Linked DNA regions of Mus musculus: regions 2, 3, 4 and 5 are each linked to region 1. A link is a contact called in public Hi-C, HiChIP or PLAC-seq, capture Hi-C and promoter capture Hi-C data. All regions are on one chromosome and are shown on one strand. Each heading gives the region's core, a stretch centred on a gene start, on an enhancer-like site or on the middle of the called end of the contact. The rest is flanking DNA. Distances are from core to core; before and after follow the strand shown. Region 1 holds the start of Orm1 (orosomucoid 1). Region 2 holds the start of Tmem268 (transmembrane protein 268). Region 3 holds the start of Ambp (alpha 1 microglobulin/bikunin precursor). Region 4 holds the start of Whrn (whirlin). Region 5 holds the start of Col27a1 (collagen, type XXVII, alpha 1).

The links. Hi-C and Micro-C count contacts between places; a contact is called where the count stands out from the background. HiChIP or PLAC-seq counts read pairs in DNA pulled down with a chosen protein or histone mark. Capture Hi-C pulls out chosen DNA fragments and counts their contacts.
Region 2: a contact with region 1 is called in a Hi-C map of liver, with 2.6 times the contacts expected there. The contact joins the promoter of Tmem268 here to the promoter of Orm1 in region 1. A contact is called at or near these places in 2 of 39 promoter capture datasets (the C10 cell line and neural stem cells), 3 of 484 Hi-C or Micro-C datasets (liver and nephron progenitors), 3 of 115 datasets of contacts at active chromatin or transcription factors (bone marrow-derived macrophages, embryonic limb bud and regulatory T cells) and 2 of 9 other capture datasets (adipose tissue and liver).
Region 3: an H3K27ac HiChIP or PLAC-seq map of extraembryonic endoderm stem cells shows a contact between it and region 1. The contact joins the promoter of Ambp here to the promoter of Orm1 in region 1. A contact is called at or near these places in 12 of 39 promoter capture datasets (the C10 cell line, cranial neural crest, embryonic stem cells and 8 more), 1 of 15 datasets of contacts at CTCF or cohesin (pro-B cells), 3 of 484 Hi-C or Micro-C datasets (bone marrow-derived macrophages, embryonic fibroblasts and liver), 2 of 115 datasets of contacts at active chromatin or transcription factors (extraembryonic endoderm stem cells and hepatocytes) and 5 of 9 other capture datasets (adipose tissue, embryonic stem cells, liver and 2 more).
Region 4: a promoter capture Hi-C map of adipose tissue shows a contact between it and region 1. The contact joins the promoter of Whrn here to the promoter of Orm1 in region 1. A contact is called at or near these places in 2 of 39 promoter capture datasets (hematopoietic stem and progenitor cells and hippocampal neurons), 1 of 484 Hi-C or Micro-C datasets (hematopoietic stem cells) and 2 of 9 other capture datasets (adipose tissue and liver).
Region 5: a capture Hi-C map of macrophages shows a contact between it and region 1, with 5 times the contacts expected there. The contact joins the promoter of Col27a1 here to the promoter of Orm1 in region 1. A contact is called at or near these places in 9 of 39 promoter capture datasets (the 3T3-L1 cell line, the C10 cell line, cranial neural crest and 6 more), 1 of 484 Hi-C or Micro-C datasets (liver), 10 of 115 datasets of contacts at active chromatin or transcription factors (the NIH/3T3 cell line, bone marrow-derived macrophages, embryonic forebrain and 6 more) and 4 of 9 other capture datasets (adipose tissue, liver, macrophages and 1 more).

The regions. Positions count from the first base shown.
Region 1 is chr4:63,341,825-63,346,922 of GRCm38.p6, forward strand. It overlaps Orm1 (orosomucoid 1), which reads left to right and starts at 2,732. Exons shown (of 6, transcript NM_008768.2): 1 at 2,732-2,890; 2 at 3,245-3,387; 3 at 3,597-3,667; 4 at 4,216-4,323; 5 at 4,458-4,561. The coding sequence starts at 2,774. It overlaps Gm52743 (a long non-coding RNA gene), which reads right to left and starts at 2,783. Exons shown (of 3, transcript XR_003955430.1): 1 at 2,520-2,783.
Region 2 is chr4:63,556,175-63,561,272 of GRCm38.p6, forward strand. It overlaps Tmem268 (transmembrane protein 268), which reads left to right and starts at 2,589. Exons shown (of 10, transcript NM_001356354.1): 1 at 2,589-2,783; 2 at 4,738-4,821.
Region 3 is chr4:63,151,109-63,156,206 of GRCm38.p6, forward strand. Ambp (alpha 1 microglobulin/bikunin precursor) reads right to left here and starts at 3,064. Exons shown (of 10, transcript NM_007443.4): 1 at 2,834-3,064; 2 at 1,476-1,618; 3 at 346-422. The coding sequence starts at 2,947.
Region 4 is chr4:63,493,150-63,498,247 of GRCm38.p6, forward strand. Whrn (whirlin) reads right to left here and starts at 2,842. Exons shown (of 12, transcript NM_028640.2): 1 at 1,464-2,842. The coding sequence starts at 2,084.
Region 5 is chr4:63,212,555-63,217,652 of GRCm38.p6, forward strand. It overlaps Col27a1 (collagen, type XXVII, alpha 1), which reads left to right and starts at 2,858. Exons shown (of 61, transcript NM_025685.3): 1 at 2,858-3,327. The coding sequence starts at 3,272.

The DNA of each region.
Region 1 (5,098 bases), core at 1,482-3,981:
GCTGATAGTGCAGCCTTCCCAGGATCATATGTGGGGTAGCTAAAAACTACATGCTATACCTGTCTGCAAGTATAGGTGAATATCCTTAACAGTGCCAGGGTGGGCTTTCTCTCCTGGCATGGGTCTCAAGTTGGGCCAGTCATCCGTTGGCCATTCCCCTAATTTTGGCTCCCTCTTTATCCACAGACATTTTGTAGGCAGAAAAAAAATCATGGGTGGAAGGTTTTATGGTTGAGTTGGTGTCCCCATCCCTCCATTGGGAATCTTGACTGGTTACAGGAGCTGACCATTCAGGGCCTCTAGCACTAGGAGCAGGGGCTGATTCTGACTCTCTTGCCTGCCTTTGGATCCCTTTCCCTCAACTGGGCTGCCTAGTCTAACCTCAATAAAAGAACATGACCTACTCCCACTGCAATTGGATATGCCAGGCCAGGTTGGTATCTGTCAGAGGTCTCCTCTTTCTGAAGAGAAAGCAAGGGGGTTGGGAGGAGAGGAGGGAGAAGATGATCCACAGGGTCAGGATGTAAGGTGAATGAATGAATGAATGAATGAAAACAAACAAAAAATTAAAGTATGCATTTGGAGTGTTAATATCATGCATCATATCTTGTCCTTAAGTTTTGTACAACTAGAAACTATTTCCAAGGCTAGTGCTCAGGTTTCGGTTGTCAGTGTCAGGAATCTACTTTGTGTGTCCTCAGCCTGAGAGTGTGACAGCCACAGTCAAGCCGGTTCTCAGCATGTTGCATAAATTCCTGGTCTCAACTCTGGAAAATTTCCACAGCCTACTTTGTAAGAACATGGACTTTTGTCATTACCTGAAGCAAGAGCCCTTCCTGAAACAGTCCATTGTGTTTATGCAAAGCAGGAGGAATCAGAGTCTAATCCACTTGCCCTGTCTTACCTCTAGGCTCTCTCAAACCTCCTTCACGCCCTGAAGCCACTTTGGAAGTCACATGTTGACCACAGGCAAATCACTCCCCTGTGGCAGTACTGAGAGATTAGACTACACACTTTGCTATCAGAACCAGCCTTCCATAGATGAACGAACGTAAATGTTGTCTAACAAAGCTGCCAGTGTGTACCAGTACAGGTGTGTGTGTGTGTGTGTGTGTGTGTGTGTGTGTGTGTGTGTGTGTGTGTATAAGAGAGAGAACAGAGACAGAGAGAGGCACAAACAGAGAGATTATGATATCTGGCGCACTGCTAACTTGGGACAGAACATATCATTGGTGCTTTTGGACTCCTCATGGTTATGCTTTTTCTGCTCTGAGAAGAGATTAAACTTTCTTAAGACTGTATAGATACAACAAAACACATATGTTTTGGGTCTCCAGCTCAGCAAGTTCTCCTAGGCCCTGTACAGCCCACTCCACGGCAGGGGGCTCTCAGGACCATCTGTGGCCCCTTCCTTTTGCCCTAGGTGATCACTGTCAATGACTTGATTAATATCATTACAATTAGTCTGGAGCCTCTAGAACGCCCAGTAAACAGGCTCATACAACCCCACCTCTGGGCGATCTGCTGGCAATAATGTTGTCGAGCTGCATTTGTATGGTCAAATCTATCAGTTGTTCATTTCTCTCTGTTGCTAAGCAACACCATCTTTGCATGAAATGTCACAACCCATTTCTCATTTTTCTGGTAATAGGCACTTAAGAGCTTGGAGTTTGTGGCTACTTTGAATAATGCCATTAGAAACATTTACACACATGATACTGGAGGTGACTCATGTGTTGTTTTGTTTTCCTTTCTGTTGGTAGACTAATTTTTAAAGGCAATATGTTGCTCTGACACATATCAGAAAAGGAAACACACAATAGAAATGCCACAGGTTAAAGAGGGGTTGTAATGAAATTAGAACACAGTAAGTGAATGACAAGTTATGTATCATTAAAACATAACCCTGACTACACTGAAACATGAGAACTTGTGGAGGACACAGGAAATAGATCATGAAACTGTGAGCGTGTTCTAACATGTTTGCTGTATTGATGTTTTGAAGCAGCTCACTGTAATCTCAAGCTCGTCTCTGTGCCTCAGCAGGAGTCACCAGGCCTGTCCCTGCAATACTTTTCGAGAGTGTTCATTATGTAGACAAAGATCAGGCAGGAATGAGAACCAGATATTTTCTGGATGATGGGCACAGACCCTGGATTGGGCACACACTGTCCTAGGCAGATCCTTTCCTGCTGTAGATACTGGGAGCTTTGCTGAACTAGATGTTTATCTCAGATTCACCCCTTTGCTGGGCACTTGGCTGCCTTCAGGGCTGGGAAGAAGTCCCCAGGAACATCACACTCCTTTGGAAACTAATCCATCTGTGTTCTTGGCCCTGAACTTGAGCCCCTAAGTGTCTTCTAAGTTCACTATGAACCCTGACTTGGGGCTCCTTCATAGCACACTTGGGAGGTTGATGTATGTGTAGGTTTCACTCCTGCTAGGCAGCTCCATGGGATAAAAGAGGGGTGGGACCACTGTCTGGGACCTAAGTATCATCAGGCTAGCGATGTACATACCTTGACCATGAATCAGCCACTCTGGTGTACGGCAGGAGCCTGTGTCAGGACCAGTAGGTTGAGGGAGCTGCATAAAGCTGGCTTGAGGGAACATTTTGCGCAAGACATTTCCCAAGTGCTGGTGAGATTGTGCCACAGCTCTACTGTCCCTGGCTTCAGTCCCATGCCCTCCCCACATCGTGTCATAAATGTTGCTGCACCATCCAAACACCAATGATCTTTTCCCAGGCCTGGTGGCTCTGAGTGCCCTCAGCATGGCGCTGCACACGGTTCTTATCATATTGAGCCTTCTGCCGATGTTGGAAGCTCAGAACCCAGAACATGCCAACTTCACCATAGGCGAACCTATCACCAATGAGACCCTGAGCTGGGTAAGTGCCTGCCCCGGGCCTGGACCTGTTCACTGTAGGAGGCTACTCTTTCCTCTGGGCTTTCCCTTCCCTGATGTCTGTGCTCATCTCTGTGCTCCTGGTAATGCCCTTGCCTCTCCTGGAGACCTGGTGGCATCTCCCTGCCTCCAAACTCCGAAGCATCACTCTGAGGTCTCTCAGCAAGGGACAGAGCAGTAGGATGGCTGATTTTTGAGTTGCCCATGGGATTCTGGTCTGGAGCTTCAGTTTACCCATGTATGGTTCAGAAGTCATTGCTTGCCTGCCACTAATCAAGACTTGCTAACAAGGTACATATTACAAGCCCTGCTCATCTGTTTGCCTGCTTCTCCCCAGCTCTCTGACAAATGGTTTTTCATGGGTGCAGCTTTCAGAAAACTCGAGTACAGGCAGGCAATTCAAACAATGCAGAGTGAATTTTTTTACCTTACCACCAACTTGATAAACGACACAATAGAGCTTCGGGAGTCTCAAACAATGTGAGTACTTGAAACAGCCAGTCCACCCACCCCAGTCCTTAACTACACTCCTGGATGCCTAGAGACCTGAACAAACTGGCTCTGCCTGGCATCCCCACCCACCTTCAGGAATGGGGACAGCTGTCTTGTCTACTTGCCTCTTGCCCCTTCCCTACCCTGGCCTGGTCAGATCACCTCTTCCTCAGTTGTCCACTTTCTTTTCTCTTTAGAGGTGACCAGTGTGTCTATAACTCCACCCATCTAGGATTCCAGAGAGAAAATGGGACCTTCTCCAAGTATGGTGAGGGTGTGAAACACTGCTTTCTGAGAGGGTATTGCCAGGGTCTGATGGGGCAGCAGAACAGGGCAGTTTTTCTGTGAAGTCACTCTCTGAGGCTTGTAAGTGGAAGCAGATTTCAACCCAAAGTCCAGCTCCCAGGCCAGACTTGCTTTGGCCATTCTTATGATCTTTTGTGAGCTCAGAGGGGAAACCCATGGGTTGGGAAGCCAGTGACTTCAGCCACACACCCATGTCACCAGCGACAGCATGTAGGAGGGCAATCCAATGCTAGTGAGCCAGATCAGACACTCTTATGTTTTAATTGTCCCTGAGCAGAAGTTTTAATGTTTAAGAGGAAGTGTAAACTATGCCCCACCACCACACCACCAAGGGCCCTTTCCAAGGCCCCAGCCATCCCATAACTACGAAGAATGAGAAGTGAGGCTTGCATTCAGCAGAGTCTGAAAACATGGCAGCCCCAGGCACTTGCCCATAGCTATGTGCTTCCTTCCCTTGGGGATAAGACTACAGCATCATTCTAGTGACTCACAAAGACCTTCCTCCTGCAGAAGGAGGAGTAGAAACCTTTGCCCACCTTATAGTGCTGAGGAAACATGGGGCCTTCATGCTTGCCTTTGACCTCAAGGATGAGAAGAAACGGGGACTGTCCCTCTATGGTAAGCACCTCAGAGCTGAGGTCCACAATTGCACTGGGCCTTACTCTTGGTCACCCACCAACATCCCCACCCCTACCTGGCCTCCCTTCTGCTAGACTGATACCCAATAAACCATACTCCCTTCTCCATTGCAGCCAAAAGGCCAGATATCACCCCGGAGCTGCGGGAAGTATTCCAGAAGGCTGTCACACACGTGGGCATGGATGAATCAGAAATCATATTTGTCGACTGGAAAAAGGTAAATGAGGAGGCTGTACGATACCACCCCAGCAGTGCTCCCAGTGTCAGTGACCCTAGAGGCTCAGAGAGGGCAAGCTTCTGGTTAAGGCAGCTCAGCGAGGCAGGTATCTTGTTAAGAACTCTCCTGCCTACTGTGACAGCTGAGATCACAGAAATCCTAGATGGGCAGTGAGCCTGAGTTGGGTGAGGTTAAGTAGGAGGTCCTGGAAAGCTTTTAGAGAATAAGGGAAAGACCAGGAGTGGGGACTGTGGGAATATCCGGTGCCAGGGTGCCAAGTTTCTCTCTGCCCTTCATATTCACTACCTATCCAAGCAGGAGTTATGATTTACGACTTCCATGACACCTCAACTCCAGCAAGTCTGATGGCTTTGATAGGCAGGGATGACCCATGCCGAAACCTCTTGATGTTCAGTCTAACCTTGTGCTGAGGGAGAGGCCACATCAGCTTTGGCTTTCACCCAGGCAAAGCCATGGAATCAACCAATCAGCTTGCATGTAGTTTGAGATACGCAATACTTTTGTAACTTCATTCCC
Region 2 (5,098 bases), core at 1,339-3,838, 210 kb after region 1:
GAACAGATAGGGAGCCACTAGCGGTGGTACCTTTTATAATAAATACGTTTTTGAATAGTTTGTGTATTAATGCATTAATACTAATTTAAGGTGTTGATATACATGCTGTATACTCCATGTCTGCAGTAGTATTAGATTGCATAAATTAGGAGACAGCCTTAGAGGGATGAAGTTCACTTATTCAAGGACAGATAATTAGTGGCAGAGTTGCATTTGAATGTGTGACTCTCAGCTCTTGTGAGCCAGAGCTGCTGTGTGATCTGATCAGTTTGTTCAGCCCATGGCAAGAAAGCTAGAAAGTCAGTGAATGTAACTGGCAGCCCAGTTAGCTCTTCAGGTGCTCTCTGAAGCTCCCTCCGATCCCATCTGCTGCTGCTGCTGCTGCTGCTGCTGCTGCTGCTGCATTTCTGGAAATTCTGTCCATTCTGGGGAGAATTCTTTTACTTCATCCATGTATTAAGATGTGTTTAACAAAAGCCTGTCCGTTGGGCACTGGGTAGCTATGTAATGGCCTTAGGACTCGAAGTTTGTGCTGTCAGGGAAAGAATGAGCCAGTGGTCATAATAGGGATAACTGTAGGTTGAATGGGAACCAGTGAGGAGGACAGCCCTTGGCCTAGGGCAGGACAGGGCTCTCAGAAGTAGGGCCCTGTCACCCAAGACCCAAGAATAGGCCGGTCAGGTGATGAGAATGGGTTTGGCACTGATCTTCCAGATGGACAGGGAAGACCTGAGGCAAACACTGGGACCTGGAAGTGAAAGAATGGAGGGCAGGAGGAAGTGAGAGGTGCTCTATTTATGGAGCTTGGGGTTTGGAGAGAGGGCAGTGACTCATCCGGTGTAGGCTGCAGGTAGTGCACATCGAAATCCTCACAAATGCCCGAGACTCCCATCAAGCAGTCACTACTAAAGTCAGCTCTGCAGTCTGTTTCCCTGGTTGTAATGTCCTTGAATTCCGGCCCCCACCCCCGCCCCTATCCCAGGATTTCAGGTATGCAAACACTTGTGTTGCTGCAAGGGTGCACTTGCTAGTCAGAACACTAAGTACTCAACGTTTCGCCCTTGCAGCCTCTCACATCAGCAGGAGTCCCTGACTTTCCTGAATGAGTGGGCAGAGCTGTCCAAGCACACAGGCAGCTACATAGTGCACCAGTACAGCTCTGTCCGCCGCTTCCCAAGTTCCGTTTGTGTACCTGTAGGAGGCTGGTGTGTCGACCTAAAACTGCTGGCCCGTGGAGAGTGAAGACAGGCTGGTGGGAAGGCAGTAGGGCATCTCTGACATTGAGGAGGGTTGCTTCACAGGCAGGGTTGGGGGTGGGGCGGGGCTAGGCCACAGCTTGTTGCTGTTTCCTTTTCAATAGCCGGGTCAGCATTTAGAAGTCTCAGCACCCTTGGGTCTTTTGTTCCCAGGCCTCTACATTACTGTTTAGCAAGTTGATCAAACTACATGGGAGGCTCCCACGAACTGTTTTCTACTGCCCAGGGCAAGGCTGGCACAGAGCAGGTACTCAGTGCTGATTTGCTCACAGATAAGTTCATTTTCAGTAGCCTGCCACCTTGATCCTCACTTGTCCCCGTGGGCACCTCCATGGGATATGCTAATTTGGGTTTTCAATTCATTCTCGCTGCCTGGAAACATCCTGCAGGCACATGTAAGTCCTGTGGTCTGGAAGTCCTCAAGAGTTGTTAAAAGGAAGAAATGTGTTTGTGTCTCTCTGTGTGTACAAGACCACTTGTAGAGACAAGGGCAGTGGCATGTACTGCCCTAGTCCTTCCTGTAAGCAAGGGTGGGAACCACCTGTGCATTCATCGATCCCCTGAAAAAGAAACCAGGCTGTTGGTGCAGCAACCAAGTGCCCACCGTCTTTGTTGAAAGACAATGTTTGGTGGCTAATAGGATATAAACACGTACTCCAAAGAAAAGTACATGTAGTTAGCCAGGTCTGCTGTTGTCAGAACAACCCACCAAGGTGAACCCAAGACTAGTGATTTACCTGGAAAAAGAAGCAGGCCATCACAGATCCTTTTAAATCTCAAGGAGCGGGGTGTGCAAGTGTGTGTTTGAACACCTCACACATTATTTCGTAAAGATCTCACACAATTTCACAGCACTGTCTCAACTAAAGATTTTTAAAGAAAACGCAGATACAAAGTGGAGACTACACCGACGCTTTCAATACTGAACACCGTTTTTCATTAAAAACAAGCCTGGAAGAAACTTCTGGTCCCGAGTGTGCCTCATGCATCGGATCCCATGACTTTGTCACTCGGGACAGGCCTCCCCGCCCCGCTCCTTCACTGCAGGGACGAGCTCAGATCTCATGCACGTGGCGGGCGCAGGGCCCCTACCGGCGCCCTGGGGGAGCGTGGCTGATGAAACGCTCCGGGCTCGGCCCGAGAGACGCTCCTGCCGTAGGGCGACTCGGCGGAGACCGGCTGGGGCGACGCGCCCCAAAAAGGGCGCGCGGGGACGGCGGGGGCGGCGGCGCCGGGACGCCGCGGCGTACAAGGGGCATGGAACCTCTGACCCTGAGCGGCCCGGGCGGCAGCGCGGCGGTGAGTGTGCGCGAGCCGTGCGCGTGCCCGCGCGTCCGCGCTCCCGCGCTCGGGGGTTGGGGCCGCGGGGCCTGCGTGCGCGTCCCTCCGCTCAGGCTCGGGTGACCTCTTCCCGCCCCACGCGTCAGGCGTGGGATCTGCAGGGCAGGGCGGGTGATTTCTGGGGTAAAGGAACCCCAAGGCCAGAGGGCAGAGATCGGGGAGCCTGCTGCCCAAGCCCGAGGCCAGGTACGGTGGGAGACGCCGGGCCGGGCCGCGCCGAGCCGGCTTTCTGTTTTGGCTCCCTCCGGGTTTGCTCCCTGACCTTGGATAGTCGGCTTTCTCTTCCGGGGCTTAATGTTCTCATCATTGAAATGGGGCGTTTGAACTCCTTGTCCAGCCAGGTTTTTCTGCCCTAAACTTTTGGGGGACTGCTGCTTCTCTGATGTGTTGGACTTGCATTGTAATTAATGAAGCTGAGTTAGAAGAAGGAAATCCATTTTTTTTTTTTCTTTCTTTCCTTTCAGGATATGTTAGGCGCTCAGATGTTGGTGAGGCTGGCAGGCACTGTGCAGAGATGAGACCTCTTGGGGGCTTGAGTCTGCACAGCCCGCAACTGGAAAATCTGGTTGCAATGTGGGTTCCCAGAGGAACTCGGTCGGCAGTCACTTGCTCCCTCTGTGCTTTGCTTACCATGGTGTGGGGCTCCCTTACTTGTGTGCTGAAGATTGGAGCAGAGCTGAGGAGGTGGTAAATGGTTAGCATTTGCCATTGGGGTCCTGCCTGACCCCTCATGGCCCTGTAGCCTCGGTACTTGGATGAGAATGTACACGGGGAGCCCTGGACCCATCCTGACCTCTGAGTCGAGTCCATTCAGTTCTGTGTGGCTCCTTTCAGTCTCCTCCTTGGCGAAGCAGCCCATTTAGGCAGCCCAGGGAGTCTGTCGTCCTCCACCTTTGCTGCCTAGTTTCCTCCTCCTCATCTCTCTGGCAGTTCTGAGTGTGTTTTCCCCAGTGGATGGTGATCCCTGCAGGGGAGGGCTGAGCAAACGCTCCATGTTCCACTCCTGGTTTTACAGTCCAGGGGCTGGCCCTAGAAGGTTCTCAGGGAATGTTTGTGGCATAGGTTGATGACAGCTACCTTCTCTCAGTAATCAACCTTTTCCCAAGTGTGGATCTCATGGACGTGGAACCCATAGGGCAATCCTAAGTGTCTGTCCTTGTCTCCTTTCCAGGAAATGGAGGCAGAGAGAAGTCTTGTTACCTTGCTCAAGGCTACCCAGGTGGGAAGTGGTTGGGCTGGGCAGGTTACTTTTAGCCAACACACACAAACTTGGGTGTGTGACTGGAGTCTGCTGATTGGGTCTCTGTGGGCAGCTGAGGGGGCTGATGTGGGTGCTGTGATTTCTGCCCCCGACACAATGCTTCATTGTGGCATTTTGCAACCAGTGGATCCTTCTGTGCAGCCCCGGGCTTGAGCAACTCCAGTCTGTGTCAGCTCCTCCCAGCCTTTTCAACACTCCAGTGTTGGGAGGCTTCACCGAGAGGGCCTGAGTCCTCGGCCAGGAGTACAGATGTCAGGGTTGGGTCTGCCTTGTGGCCTACCTAGCAGTTGCTCAGAGGCAGCAGAGGGGCGCAACCTTGTGGCCATTGTGCCTCTTGGGTCTATAGAAAGAGCAGGCGCACTAAGATAGGCTGGTAAGTACTCCTTTGTTTGAGACCGCTGTTGTGAGTTGGACTGAGCATGAGCCGCAAGGAGACTCAGGCTGACTGGACTTGGTTTCTATATCACTGCCTAGGAATTGTGGTTTCTTCTGACCCACTCGAAGATGATTCCATGAATTAGCTGGAAAGGAAGCCAGCCCAAGCGTGGGTGCTGAGGGCTGAGACCCTGGAGTCACTAAAATCCTTCTCCCGACTCTTTGGCTGATAGCCACTCAGCTTTGGAGAGAGTATGTCTTGACCACGGAACAGGAAACCCATGTTGAGGAGAGAACGGAATCTGGGCTGTGGGCAGAGTAAGGGGAACACTGCCATTGTAGACGCTCCTGCCTCTTCATCTGGCTTTTTATAGGGGCACCTTGGGGTAGAACTTGGGGAACCAGGCTTGGGCAGCAAGTGCTTTTTACCCTCGGATCCATCCCCCTGACCGCAGATCCTTCTGTTCTCAACAGGAGTCCCCTCCCCCCATTTTCATTTTGCAGAGCATCCCAGCCTTGTGCAGCTGTGCCTGTTGAAATCTGGAGAGAAACAGTGAAGAAGCCAGAAGGTTCAGTTCCTCCCTGAAGGTCAGCGGGCAGTGGGGCTTGGGGGCCAGTTTGGATTCAAGTAGGTGTGTGTCATCTGTATGCTTCCTGCCTTCCCCAGTGTCAACCTCCCTTGGTAGCACATGAATGATCTAGAGGATTTTTCTCAGGACTGGTGTGCTCTTCGTGGCATTTAATAGGACATGATCTTTCTTGGGACACGTGTCACAGGTGGTAGCAGATTGGTGACTCAGGAGGTCAGCAAAGGAGCCCCCATAAGGAGCATTCCCACTTTGACTGATGATAATGGCTAAAGGTG
Region 3 (5,098 bases), core at 1,814-4,313, 190 kb before region 1:
CCGTGCTCACCGTCCACGGCGTGCATCCCACACACAATGATTTGGCACACACAGCACAGTTAACAGACAGTTGCTAAATCTCTGAGTAAATTTGGGCCCATATCCCTCTGCCACAAAACACAAGCATGGGGCTGTGGGGTGGGGAGCCGTTGATGTCATCCTTGGCATTCTGCACCTCTCCCAGTTCTGGTCATATGGTGACTGGGGGGCTGTGGGTGCCAAGATGGCAGTGATGCAATTGGGGGAAGGATGGATGACTACTTAGATAAATGGGAAGGAAGGCTGCAAGGGTGGAGCGGGGAGAGAAAGGGGAAGGAAGAGACAGTGGTGTGTCCTCTCACTTACTGGATTTGTGGTAGAGGAACTTTCCATCGATGTCCGTCTTCTGGTACGCCCCAGTGATCTCCTCACAGACACCTCTCCTGGCAATCATAAAGCCAAAATTTCCAAATATCTTGCTTCATTGTCATCCTAGCCCTTGGAAATCCCTCTTTTGTACATGAGGAGCAGGGAAAGGGGACAGGTTCATGTGTCCTGGCAGTAACGCCATGGTTGTCATTGCTGCACATTACCCTGGTGGCAGTGATGAACTGGTGTTCAGCTTTCATTCACTGTCTAATGTCCCTATCCAGGACATGGAGATCACACATCACTGACCCTCGTGGTTGTCATAGGGATCTCTCAGCACTTCCTATGGGTCAGGGGTACGCTGTAGAATTCTCTTACTCTTACACAACCACTCCTTGTCCTGTGAACAACACTTGTGCCATATGCTGGGGACACAAAGGAAAGTCTCAAAGGCCTGTGCTTGCATGGGGCTTGTAGTGATGTGAGACAGGAAGTCCATCCAGGGCCAGACACACACGCTGTATTGAGCAGTATGTAGAAGAAATGGCATGGAAACAGTATGTCCAGGACTCACATACTTATATATAATAAATAAATAAATAAATCTTGAAAAAAGTCTTTGTGGTTGCTAGGTGAAGACTGGATCAAAGGGGAAGACTGGGGTTGAAGGTGGGAAGGAAAGTAGATGGGTTGCAGGAGACAGGGAGGGAGGGAGGGAGGGAGGGAGGGAGGAAGGGATGGATGGATGGGCAGATGGAGGGATGGAGGCATGGATCACAGTGGCAGCAGTGGAGAGAGGACAGGTGGGAGAGGGGGAGAACATGATAGACTGCACAGCATCAGGGAGGAATGGACAGAGTCTACACTTCACCCTAGACCCACTGGCCTGAGGCTCTCCAGCTAGGTCCTTGGGGTAGTTGTTCCTTTCCTCAGCCAAGGGAGGAATACGCAAGATGGGGGAAGTTGCACAGGAAGCCTAGTGCTGGAGACACAGTCCTTGAGAGGCTCATGAGACATCTGCTGAGGACAGCCATGAACCTGAGGCTCAGAAGCAAGGTCCTAGCTGAGGGTCCCAGGACAAGATGGGGGTACCAGGGAGCCTGGTCATTCCTGTGCCCCCCACTCACCGCCATCGAGTACTGGTCATGCTGATCTCTGTTTCTGTCGCCCCCTCCTGCAGCACCAGCGTGCTCACGCTCATCTTGTCCTTAATGCGGCTCAGCCACGGGCAGGTGGATCCCACCGCCAGGTTGTACCATTTTCCATAGATCTAGGAAGAGCCACAAATCTGGATTTAACCAAGCCCTTGAGGAGATGTGTCCACATTTCCCCTCCTTCCTCCAAGGACCAGCCCTTTAAGGGACAGTGTCTCAAGGTGACAGTGGAGTTCCAGGTACAGCATATTTAGGGCAGAGGTGTGCAGAGTCCCCCTTCCTTACACAAGGTCTGCTCCACAGAAGTAAAGTGTCTGAGATGCCCCTGTGAGTAGGTAGAGTCCAGGTTGCATATTCTGAGGTCACCAGCTATCGCTGCCTTGGAAAATGAAGCTTGGGTTTTACACCTTTCATGGCAGTGTCTGCCACCTTGTGAGGCAGCCAGCGGAAGTGCCATGGAGACCCTACAAACCTGGTGGGACCTTCTGGGACCAGTCAACCACCTCTTCCTCTTGACAGCAGTCAGATAGAGCTGACCTTCCAGCCCCTGGACCTCCAGCACACCTGTTCCTTGTCCTAAGGTATAGAAAATCACCGGGAGTGTTCTGAAAACCCCTCAGATAGATCATGGAGACAGCGTTGAGGTGGACAGGGTCCCTACACAGACAATTTTATGATTCAGGACAAAGCTGGGGTTGCTTTGTTAAGAAAGAAAGAAAGAAAGAAAGAAAGAAAGAAAGAAAGAAAGAAAGAAAGAAAGAAAGAAAGAAAGGAAGGAAGGAAGGAAGGAAGGAAGGAAGCATGTAACTCTACAACACACACACACGTACATGCAAGGGCATGTGTATGCAAACAAAAATATTTGCACATAGACACATATGCATAGACACATAGTGACATGTCTGCCACAGGCCAAGGTGCCCTTAGACTCACACTTCGTAATTTCCCCAATCCCATCAACCAGTGTCCTACCTCTCTTCCTCACACAATCCCACAAGCCTGTCCACAAAGCTCACAGGTTCATGTCCACCCTATGCCACCTGCCATATGTGGATTCCTCTGGGGACCCATGAGGACAGCGCAGATTTGGAAGGCACTAGGCTTACAGGGGGCCCCAAAGAATGAATGGCAGGTGAGGGAGCTGTATCTTCAGAGAATCTCAGAATAACCTAACAGCCTGGCCAGGAAAGTCTCCTAGAGATTGAGATGCCATCTACAAGATAGGAAAGATGAGTACTCCCAAGACAGGACAGGCAGGCCTTAGCTGGCAAGGCCCAGGAGCATGGGCATACCACCACTGTGATCACCTCTGCCAGAGAGGCCAGCCTTACCCGGGACTCACTGAAGTTCTCCTGAACCTGGATATCTGGCAGTGTTGACGCAGGGTCAGCCCTCGAAGCGAGGCAGGCAGTCAGCAGCAGGAACAGGGTCCTGAGACCCTGCATGGCTCTGTGGTCTTTGGTCTTTGATGTCTCTCTCACAGCTCAGTGTGGGAGCAGGGATTACTTCCCCGGCAGTGGCAGCTACAAACTGAGGCTGGGGAAGGATCCGGAGGCAAATGATGACCTTGGTGTTTGCTTTGCTCAGCCAAGGCCAATCAGGGTCTTGGGCCAGCTCTAATCGATCCCTACAGCCCAGCCCAGGTCCAACTCTGTGGACAGGAAGCCATGGTTACTGACTCTGAAGGGACGTTGACCAAGCACAATAGAGTTCAGACCCTAGAAAGGTTTCATTAAAGGTCAACTTTCCCCAGGGAGAACAGGGGATGGGGCAGTCAGGCAGTGTCTGGCCTGTCCCTCCAGTTCTTCCCCCAAGATCTCAGAAGATACAGGTAGCCTGGTTCTGGCTTCTTTCTCATATAACAAAACTAAGGCCCAGGGAAGTTGGCTATAGAGCAAAGCATCCTTCCTCCCAAGACTCTCCCTCTGGTCTCCAACCTCTCATAGCCATTAAGATAATCAGGACAGGGAGAGATGCTATCCCTTCACCGAGCCACACTGGTTTCCCACAGTGAAACCATCAGTACCCAGATGAACCCCCAGGCTCACCTCAGAAGCATGTGCAGATGCCTTTCACTGATATAAGTTTTCACTCTCCTGGATTGACAAGACCCACTAGGGCTCCACCGTAAGAAAGGGAACAGAGCCTCCAAAGCCAGGCAGCTTCCTGTGGTCTTCCTGCTGTGTGCGCTTGAAAAGAATGCTGAGCCCTCTGTGCTCATTTCTTCACCAATAAACGCTGTTAACACAAGTACCTGGATCCTAGCTTTGGGGTGAAGGTTGAAGGGGTGAATGCCAACAGGCAACAGCATTGTTCTTAGGGTGTGGTAAGAGTTGAAGGGTCATTGTGACCTCCGTAAGATATATGTTCCTGTCGCTCCAGTTGCTCCAGAACCATCAACAGGATGATACTTTTAGACTAAACCAGTTCAAGGAAGTTTGGAGAGAGGACACACTTTGTATCATTCCTAATGATTTAGGGTTTTTTATAACAGCGCCTAAAGAAGGTAACACAGTAACATTTTGATTTAAAACCTGCAACATTTTTTTTTTTTTGAGACAGTGTCTTATATAGCTCTAGGCTGCCCTTGTACTGGATTTGTAGCCAGCTCTGCCTTGAATATCTGACCCTCCTCATGAGTTCTAGAATTACAGGCATGAACTACAGCTACACCTGGTTTATGCTGGGGGGTGGGGGGTGGGGGTGGGGGGAGTTAAACCTAGGGCTTCCTGCATGTTGGACAAGAGCGCTACCAATTGAGCAACATCCCTAGCCTCTAGATTTATATACTCTAATGGGAGATTTTTAAACCCACATCTGTTTGCATCAGAGCTCCTCCCGTCCATGGTGCTATGATCCCTCTCCACTCTCTTCTCTCTCCTCCAGGGGTTCCAGCCATTGTCCTTCCTCCTCCCTGATTCCCTCACGGCACACTCCTTCATATAGCAGGCAATCCCTGTTAGAGCTGAGACCAGAGAGCCAGGGTCCTGCACGTGGAAGAAACAGGGGGTCTGTTCCACAGTCAGTGTACCATGCTCCTTCTGTGAGACCCAGCAGACACAGTTCCCTTTTGCTGGTATCCAGAGCACATGTGTGTCTGTCTGTAAATGAGAGGGTTTCCCATGCACCATAACAGACAGCTTGGCCACGGATGGAATTTCCTTTTTTGCTCTGGCTGCCAGGAAGCACAAAACCTCCATACACATTTCAACACAGCAACTGTCTTGGCTTAACTTTCTGGCATAGTTGCCTTCTTTTGTGTTCTTGATTCTCAGACATTTTTTAATATATAAAAATAACATTTATTTGTTTGTGGGAATAGTTTCTGCAGGAATACATGTGCCACAACACATGCACTATAGTGGGGGTGCTTGTGGAGGTCAGAGGACAACTTGAAGGAGTCACTTCTCTCCTTCCACCATGTGGGTTCCAGGGATGGAACTCAGACAGACAGGGCTGGCAGCAAGCACCTTACCCACTGATCCATCTCAGCAGTACAGTCTCTCAGCCTTTCATGGTTGGCTAATGGTAGGCATAAGGTGATGGAGAGAGAGGGAGGGGAGAGGAGGAAGGAGGAGGAGGAAGAGGAAGAGAAA
Region 4 (5,098 bases), core at 1,592-4,091, 150 kb after region 1:
GTAAATTGCCACTAAGCTTGAATCCATGTTTATAAATGACATTTGGATCGAGTCTCTTTAGAGTATAAATTTATCATTTTGAGAACTTGGACCTCTTAGGAGAACACTAATGGAATATTTCTTCTTAGATATATGGGATGTAAGATAAAGAGGAGAAGATGTTTGGAGAGGGGTATGGGAGAATGTGAAGCCCACAAAGAGCTTTCTCTGCTGGTCCCCAGAATAATCAAAGTCCATTAGGCTTTCTCCAGAAAGGGAGAGAATTTTTCAGAAACCTCAGGGACCTCCCAAAAGGGGTCTCTGAGTAGAGAAGCAAACTAGACAGGCCAGTGTCAGAGACAGATGGTGGTATCCAAGGCGCACACACAAGCACTCAGCCCAACTCGCCTGGCCACGAGCCACTGAACACCACACAGCAAGCAGCCCAGGACTTTTGCTGCCTAGGAGTTTCCCAGCAGCCAGTGCGCCCTGTTTGGTACATCTGGATGAGGTGGACCAGGAGACCAGAGAATGGGGTGAGAGGGGCTCACACCACAGGTCAACCCAAACCTGGAGCAAGCATTTCTCCGTACAGGATGGATGCTGCCGTTCCTTTCCTTCAAACTCCTCACTTCTTGTTTAATAAGCAGTAGGGCTCAGGCTAAATACTTATGAGAGAAAGCTCCTTGGATCCACCCACGGACCAAACACTGTAGCTCATACTCCAACTGGCTGGCATTCACTCACCCTGGGTGATAAGATTAGCAAGCATGAATGCTCCTCCAGACAGATGGATTAGATTCCTACTAGCTGGTTGTGGTGAGGTTATTTTTCTCAATTGACAGATCCAAGAAAAACCGTGCTCAGTTTCATGGGACTCTGGGTTCATGGTCAGGGAGAAGCCAAGTTTGCAACAAAGTTAGGCGCCAGTTCTCTGGTCTGGCTTGTTCCAGCATACACTGGTTAGTCCACAAATAGAAGGATCAGCCCCAGCTCTGTGGTTACCCAGCCTCCTCCTGGGTTACTAGCAGTGGGGCAGAACTAACTTTCAGCGGCAAAAAGCCTACAGGATCCAGAAAACAGCACAGCAGCAATAAAGATGGGGGGGGTGGGGGGGGGTCTGGAGGGGGGAGAGCATCAATTACCCAATGTCAAGCAGGGGCTCTTTTCTAACACTTGTAAGGATCCACAGCCCTTTTCACATTTTATGACCAGGCATTTGCTTATGTTATACTGTGTATGTGCCTTAGCCTTTAGGTCACCTAAGGCAAGAATAACCATTTCCTCCGTGCTCAGAACACCGATCTGCGCCACAAATTAAATGTTCCTCTTTTAAAATCCGGTCAGGGAGGCAAAAATAAACCAACAACAAAGACCAGAAAGGTCAGGCGATTTGGTATAAAAGATAGCAGCACAGGCAACCGAAGAGGGAGCACTAAACTGCCTGTACTGTCCTCTAACGCTCCCATAAACCACAGCCCTACCTTGACAGCCTCCGCGTGGGTCACCCGGGCTAGAGATTTATCGTTGACGCGCAGAATCTGGTCCCCGACCCGCAACCCTTCCTTCTCTGCCAGGGAGCCCGGCTCCACTAGAGACACGTAGATGCCCACGCCGTGTTCCGAGCCCCCGCGGATGCTGAAGCCCAAGCCCTCGTGGGCCTTGGCGCGCCGCAGGCTCACGAGTCGCACCTCCCCGGGCCCCGCGCCGTCGGGAGCGGCCCAGGCGGGCTGCCTGTAGGGGGTGGTGGCTGGCAGGTAGAGGCCCTCGGCCGTGTACTGGTCGAAGAGCAGCTGGTCGGAGCGCGGGATGACCAGACGCAGCATGGGCAGCAGACGCCGCTTGACCGGGCTGTCCAGCAGGACGCGCAGGGTGCGCACCAGGTCGAAGACGTTGCGGCGCGCGTGGTACGCGTTGAGGCAGTGAGTGAACTGCTCCCGCTCGGGCTCGCTCAGCAGCGCCGTGAGCGCTTGGTGCAGCTGGCGCACGTTGGCAGACAGCAGCCGCAACCCCGCGCCCCCGCCGCCGCCCGCCGCCGCCGCCGCCGAGCCCAGCGAGCCGGTGGAGGACGAGCTCACCGACAGGCCGTCCAGCTGTGCGTTCATCTCCCCGCCGAGGCCCGGCCGCACTCGGGGCGCGCGGCGCGGGGCGGCAGCTGCACCTGCGGCCAGAGGCGCGACAGCTGGATTCCCCGGGGCGCGGAGGTCACGGCTGGAGTCTGGGTTTGGGGTAGACGCGGAGTCACCGGCTGCAGTCTAGACTGGCCCGGAGAGCGGAGACGACGGCTGCAGGGTGGGTTGGGGAGGTGCAGGTGAGCTAGAGCGCTGGCTGGATCCTGGGGAGGTGGCAGGGACAGCGGCTGGTGTCCCAGGGGCGCGAAGGCAGGTGAAACTGGAATTCGGAGGACGAAGAGACGGCGGCTGCAATCCTGAGGACCGCGGCGGGATCCTGGGGGGACAAAGAGTTGGCGCCTGGAGGCCGGAGGTCGTGGAGACTGCGGCTGGAGGCCGGGGGGAGCGAGAACAGCAGCTACATGCCGGAAGGCGCGGGGACCGTGCGTGGCCGCAGTGGGGGGCGCAGCCACGCCGCCCGCCCCGTCACACCATGTCCGGGGCTCCCCCAGCCGAGATGCCCGTTCCTCTAGGGCTGGGGGACCCCAAAGTCAGAAAGAAGTTAGGGCGCCGGTCAATCTAGGCTCAGAGTCCGGAGCAGTCGCAGCCAGAGGAGCCACGCGGGCGTCCGGCGGGGGGTGCGGGGCATGTCCCGGGCCGCCCACCATGCAGCAGCCCGGGCCCCCGCGCCCCAACGCCGCCCGGGCGCACACGGAGCCACGCGGCCGGGAGCCCGGACTTTGCGAACTGTTGAGCAGCTCTGGGCTGAGTCTTCCAGCGAGTTCCGACGCCGCCGCCGTCGCCAGCCGGGACTTGGCCCCGCCCCCTCGCCCCTCCCCCTCCCCGCCCCGTCCCCCCGCGGGCTCTTCAGGAAATGACGTCCCGCCTGGCGCGCCTGGCTGTTGCCTGGAGACGGGGTGAAACAGTCCGGCCCCAAGGAAGAAAGGGGTGAAAGTGGGGGTGAAAGAAAGCAGGAGGAGCCCTGGGCCCCTGCGAAGTCTTCCCACTTCCTCAGCCCAGGGGTGAAAGATGGGGTCCTAAAAGCTGCGCTTTCCGGCGATCACAGCTCGATTCCAGGGTCGCTTTGGAGCAATTAGCCGGTTTGCCAATTCACAATTGGGGAAAATGGCCAACTTTTGGCCTCTAAAATAATAGATGCTTCATGCTCTGCTTTTCTGCCTTAAAATGTTGTTCCTGCAGCTTGCACACGTGCTGACTGCAAGTTTAAGTGAGTATGTGGACGATAATCGGTCACCTGCTCTGCACATGAGAAGAATATAAGCCACACAGGTGCCATCAGGAGCCAAGTCCTGTGCTGGGATAGATCAGCCTGGGCCCCTTCCTCTGGTGCTCTCCGGAGTGGGGGGGGGGGGGGGAGGGGGGAGTGGGGGAAAGCAAGGAGCTGTTATCAGAACTGTAAAGTATGCAAACACACACACATGCATTTAAAACTAAGTCTGGAGTAGGAATGTCACTTGTACCAACTGTTAGGTCCCGCTTGTGATCTTTTCCACACTGAGGGAACAGGGTGAAGGTTACATGACAACTCTATATACAGTCTTTAAAAAAAACATATTTTATATGGAAAGATGTCAGAATACACAGTCTAAAGTCTGTCATCTGATACCCACTCTCCTAAACACTATCACAGGAAAAACTCGGCTTCTAGTCAAAGAAGTGTTCTAAGAAGATCTATAGTGCTTGACCTAGTCACCACTACATGCCATGTGGATCTCTTTAAACCTGAATTGCCTCTCCAGAGGTGTTCTGTGAAAAGCTGGTTTTTTTTCCCCTAAGACTGTCCTGGGTTGCCGTCACAGGAATGAAACGGCTGACTCTGATATGGGAGAAATAGAAAAAGAGAAGGATTATCTGGAGTGGCTTTGAGCTGGCTGCAGAAGGGTGTTTTGTTCCCTGGCTAGTTATTTACCTGTGCACTTGGTCATTCTTCATTCAACATTTGCCAAGCACCCGTTCTGCTGCTTGACCAAGCGGCATATGGTTGATGCTGGAGACCCAGGATAAAGAGTTGAAATCTTTGACCTCAAAGAGTCATAGTCTGGCAAAGGAAAGACGGTGTAGGTCAAGGTTAAAAACAAACAAACATAAAAAAGATAAGCATTAGGAGTGTCAAGATAGACCACAGTGAGGCGAGGAGACTAACAGGAATGGACTTTCTGGGCTGCAGAGATGTTTCCGCGGGTAAAGATATTTGCCACCAAGCCTGACCACCTGATTTTCATGCCTGGAACCAGCACGGTGGAAGGGGGAGAACCAACTCCTGCAAGCTGTCCTCTAATCTTCATGGTGCTTGTGGCACGTGTAGCAACCCTGTAGCACATAATAAACGAATAAGTAAATAAAATATTTTAAAAGAAGAATCTTTCTGAGTAATGGGAAGCCACAGGGAGATTTCTAACACTGTAGTTTAATGCAGTCCCAAAATGGAGGCAAAGAATTAAAGTTCTCCTTTCCCCAAAGCTCTCCCCTTCTTTTCACACAGACCTGAGTTGAATTGATGCCCAGTGAACATATTTCACAGGGCGTCACAAAGTGATGTCTTAAGTAGCCAATTGAGTGACCCTTTGACATCTGTCTTACAGCTCTGCGTGTAGCAGTCCGTGCTATGCATCCTTATTTCTTCTTGCCGACCCTAGTTGAAGTCTTTAATGCAACCAGAACAAGTTATTTAAGGAGAGAATCTGTTCCAACCCCTCCCCTCATGTATTAATGACATACCTCGAAATGCCACCACACGGGACTTAATTGCATGCAGTTCGGGTTTTCTGCAAATGTATTTCATGCTTAGTGTTCAGTTAGTTTGTGTTCTAATTATAATTGCTGTGATTGGTTTGATAAATGCAGCCCAGGAGCTAAGATTCCCCACTCCCAATATTTCCTTTCTGTGCAAAGGATGTTTTCGAGAATATTTTGCTTCGGGCAGCAGAAGCCTCTGTGCTAACAGCCTTAGGGAAAAAGGAAACACTTTCTTCTGCAAACATCGGGCA
Region 5 (5,098 bases), core at 1,608-4,107, 130 kb before region 1:
AAGACCACATAGGGGAGACTTGGAAAGGCTTTGGTGCCACCACTGGTCAGTGAGCTATCTTTGAGGAAGTGTCTTCTTGCCTGGACACCTGCGTCCTCACAGGGGAGAGACCTGGAGACTTTATTTTCTTTGCCACACACAGTTTTCAAGGCCAGTCTGCAACCCACCATACGTTCCTATGATTCTTCCATGGAAGATATCCTTTCTCCACAGCTATAGGCATAGCTAACATCCTTCAGGTTCTAAACACCACCTCCTCCTGGGTACATTCCTGGGATTCTAGTTATCCTCTGAGTCAGCTTGACAATTCGATTGATCCATGTGTTTCGTTAAAAGCCCCTATCACAGTCTTCCTTTATTATCTCTGTTATCTTTGTACTATTGGCAGAGGACAAGAACAGGAATAGTTCATGATAAAGTGAGAGTGGAGTCACCCATCCAGATGTGCCTCTCTACCCTAAGTTGCTCTTTCTGATTTGTGTTACAGTTTATATGTGTTCAGAATCACGTGTAATTTCTTTGTCCCTATCCATTAACAGTGGCTCACTTCCCAAGCAGAGGCTTGCATACTGTAGGAGCCCTATCCCCCTTTTGTTTTACAGCTTCTTTGGGCTGGAATATTTGGAGCACTGATTATGTCCCAGATTCCAGGCTGGCGATGGGGTTATAGAGGCATCAGGACAGTGACAGCACTGTGATGTGCGGATAAGTGTGGCTGTGAGTGGAGCAGCTACATCAGGTGAGTGCTGAAGAAGGACAAAGGAATGTTTGACAGCAGCAATGGGCAAGAAGGAAGAAGCAAGAAGGAAGAAGTGACACAAGTCTTGAGAGTCTGGCACTGAGTTCAGTGGCCCTTGTACCACTTACCAGCGTGATCAACCTTCTCTCCAGCGTAGATAATCGCATATCTCTTTTCCTGTAGCATAGAGGCCCTCAGTGTGGAAGAGAAAAGATGCAAAATATTACTGGTCACCAAGTCCCTCAGTAATGGAGATAAATATCGAAGAGTGCCAAACAAAGTAAGAGAGATACCCAACACTTAAATGCAATGCCTTTAAAAGCCTCTAAGGCAAAAAATAAAAAAGAAGGAAAAAAAAAAAAAAAACAACCCATGAACGAAATACCAAAAAAATGTAAATAAAGACAGGATGTGCCTGGCACAAAGTATGCAGCTCAGAAACACACAGCAGCTGTGATTGGGCAGGGAATACTTTACCTTCGAAGCTGTGAACTTAGGAAAATTCGAGAAAGACCCGCGGCCCTTTCTCAGGCACAGACACGGGCAATCAGTGCAGAGCATCGGGTGTTCTTGTGAAGGAAGGTGAAGCACTCAGACTGGAGGCGGGGGGGGGGGGGGTGCGCGGGGGGCCCCAGCAGCCCCGGGTGCTCTGCCCCCTGCAGGATGCCTCGTACAGCTCGGCGGAGCCCTCCCCCACTCCGACTTGGGACTTTTCCGAAAGTTTGCTGAAACCAGACACCTTGCTTGACGGTGCCCGCGTGCAGCCTCGATTTAAAAGGCCGCCTTCAGCGCCCCCCTCTCCGCCCCCAGCGGAGACTTCAAAAGGGCCGGCGTCTGTCGCGGCCTCAGCACCTATGAGCCACCCCCCGCACCCGGAGCTCGAGCTGGAGCCGGAGCACGCGGAGTGGCCGCGGCTGCAGCGCAGGGGGACCGGGCCGGTGGCGCAGGCCCGCGCTCCCATGCTCCTCCCGGCGCCGTCGCGCCCTGTGCGCCTTTAGGGAAGGGGACTGCACCCCCGCCCCCGCGCCCGGGGCTGCGGGGACCCATGACCACAGATGCCGTTAGGCACCCGCCTAAGAACCGACCGGCCAGCGTCACACTTGGGGACCCAGTAAGTGCCCTGGGACTCACGGAGCTCTGGGCGTTTGGAGTGCGCAAAGGTGGATGCATGTGCAATAGAGGGTGCAGGTCCTGTATGCACGCCTGTGGTTGCCATTCGCAGAGGGTCGTGTGCAAGCGGGGAGTGTGCACTCGGGGAGCTGCATGGACTGTGCATGTGGGAGTGTGTGCGCTGTGCATGTGCATTTTGTGCGGGTGTGAGCACTCGGGTGGCTGCCTCTGGGAGCGTAGCGTCTGAGATCGCCAGGAATCCAGACATCCAAAGGTGTTTCGCGGAAGTTCAGTACAGTGCGTGGCTGTGTCTGCGTGTGAATGAGTGTGAGTGTTTGGAGTGTGCCTGCGGGAGTGTGTGTGCGGGAGTGTGGTATGAATCGCCTTGTAGAGGCCAGAAGCTAGAGATTTAGTCTCAGGGCTGAGCCGTGCTCGTGAGTTTGAGAATCTGCCTGGGTGTCAGAGGGTGCCGCGTGGGATTCCGGGGAGTCTCTGGTCGGAGAAAATGCAGAAAGGCCGAACACATTCAGCACGCTTACCCACAGCGGTCTTCCACGGAGCTCTAGGGTGCAAGAGTTTCTGCTAAGAGTTGGGAGTTAAGACAGATGGTTGTCGTGGAAATGTAGATGCCAAGTCAAGGTCCCAACTGTGTTTCTGCATCTCTAGGATCCTCTCAGGAGTAGAATTTTCCCCCTTCCTCCCCCACCGCCCGCTATCGAGGATCCTTAGTGTCATTAATCGTAAATTCCTAATCTCAATTGTGATAGATCCATGAGTAGCCAGGAGGAGGTTCTTTTTCATGAGTCTGTTTTGAGATCTGGGGGTGGGATGTCCCCCTCAGGATGGATAGGTGGACGGTCGCGCGAGGCAACCGATGCTGCATCCCTTGCTGCGTCCGGCAGGGGGCAGCAGTTGGCAGCAGAGGGCGGCCCGGCGCGGGGAGGAGAAGAAGGTGGAGAGCTGCGGCGGGCCGAGACTTTAAATCGCCTTCATTTCCCCCAAATCCTTCCTTTTCCTCTCCTCCCCCAGGCCGGCGGGGAGGCAGCTTCCACCGCCCTCCGCGCGCGCTCTCCCGGCCTTGCTCTGCCTCCAGAGACCGCTAGCGGCCCGCCTCCAAAAGTTTGATCATCTCTCTCTCCCTGCCTTTTCTTGCTTCTTCCTTTTCGGTGGAAGCAGAAAAAGAGCGAGGCAGGGGCGAGCGCGGCTCCGGCAGTCCTGGGACCATGGGCCTGGCGCGGGCGACCGCCGGGCTGGGGCCGTGCTGTCCGTCTGCTCCGGCGCCCCTGGGCGCAGGACTGGGCTGGGGGTGCGCCGGCAGCGCGCTTTGAGCCGGCCTGGCGCGGCGCGGCGGGGGGCTGGCGGCCCCATGGGGCGCGCCCACACTTGCCCCCCGGGCTCCGCAGCATGAAGTAGGGGCCTGCCATGGGCACGGGATTCGCGCGGGGGGCCCGAGGCACAGCGGCGTCAGGACCCGGGGGGTGAGTACAATCCCAGGGTTGCCCCCGATTCAGCTTCCTGAACCTCGGATGTGCACAAGAGTCTGGGGTTCCCTGCCGCACCAGACGCTCGCAGAGTAACGTCAGCTTCCTGTAGCTTCCCGCCAGGCGGGACGCCAGGGGTTAACAGGGGCTGTGCACCCCAGGCCGAGCTCTTTTGAGACTAGGACCAGCAAGGGAGGGTCCGCGCAGAGCCAGACCAGCGATCCCAAGAGGGGTCTAGTGGCAGTGCTCAGAGTGGCAGGCAGGGGGCAGGGGCCGGAGGAGGGAGTCTCGGTGTCTGCAGGTCGCGGGCTTGCATGGCTTTAGTTCCACTGTCCTGTGAATCAAGTTTGTCGGTCGTCAGGTCCGGGTGTCTGTTCCTGGCTCGGCCTCGGGTTCTGCACGTTCCTGCATTTCCTAACCTCTCTGCCTGTGTGAATGTGTCTTCTTGGGTCTGCGTACCTCAAACTTCCCAGCTTCTCCCGGGAAGCCTGCAGTTCCTGTCCCTCTCCTGAGTAAGCAAGGGGTGAGAGCCAGCTTGTGGGAGCGGAAAGGCCCTGGGAGATCACCAAGTCCAACCTCCTTGTACAGATGAGGGAACCGTGGCCAGAGAGGGGCCGGGAATCTCCAGGGCGGGGCCCCCGCACACAGGGGCACCCCACAGTTGGGATTCCCAGCTTGTGCAGAAGTTGTAAGAGTGAGGGATTCAGTCACTATGTGTGGGTGTGTGTGGGAGAACGCGGTCCAGAGGGGCCCTGTGGACTATATCTCAGGCACAAGGCTTGCCTTTCCATCTTGCTGGTACTCTAGGGCTCCCAGAAGAGGTTGGCCAGAGTTATAGTACCGCCCACCCTCTCAAGAAACGCCCCTTTGAGCTGGAGCCAGGGTGATGAGGCGCCCCCCTTCTTTTCCATGTCTTGGAAAAAGCTGGCTGTTTGAGATTCCCCCACACCCCCCACCACACGCATTCGTATACACAGGGCACTAGTGAGCACATTGGTGACTCATTTTCTCCGGGAGACCCTGTGCCAGGGCAGATGCCAGCGGTTGGGCAGTGTGGTGGTGCCAAAGAGCACCCCCTGCCTCAACGGGGCCAAAGTTTGAGGAAGGCAAGCAGTACCAAAGCCTGCCTGCCCTTCTGGCCGTACATCCTCAAGCATCTACCCACCTCGGCTTCTTTGCCCTACCCTGGCTCCTTCTTGCCCTTCCTTGCTTCTACATTGAGAAGTCCTCCCTCCTGGGCAACCATATGCCCTGTTGCTCTTGGGTGAACACTGGGCTCTGGGATCTTCGTTGAAGTAGCCTATAATCCATGCCTTCCCTTGTCTCTGCTTGTAGCCCAACATACTCCCCTGATATCTTGTTGGCAGTTTCTTTTTTCTGATCTCAGTGCCCAGGGACCTTCTAAATGTCTCCATGGTCTGGCCTGGTCTGACATGCAGAGGAGCCAGTTCTGGGCTCACTCACTTCAGTGGAAAGCAGACTTTGGAGCAGAGCATAGGAACCTAGCAACAGGCAGCTTGAATTCAAGTCCTCTATACTGGAGTGTGTGCTTGGCCAGGCCTGCCACCTCTCTGCTTCTCCTTTTTACATCACCAAGGTGAGCTCCAGCCCTCCCAGCTGGCAAGCATTTGTGAAAGTTAAAGAAGCGTGCCCAGGAAGCGTAGAGTAAATGTTCAGTAAACCACAGCTGCTATTTGTATCAGTGCTTGCTGCTTTGTGAATGAGTGTGAGTCAATGGGAAAGTTCTGGACCGTATCCTGTCCAGACA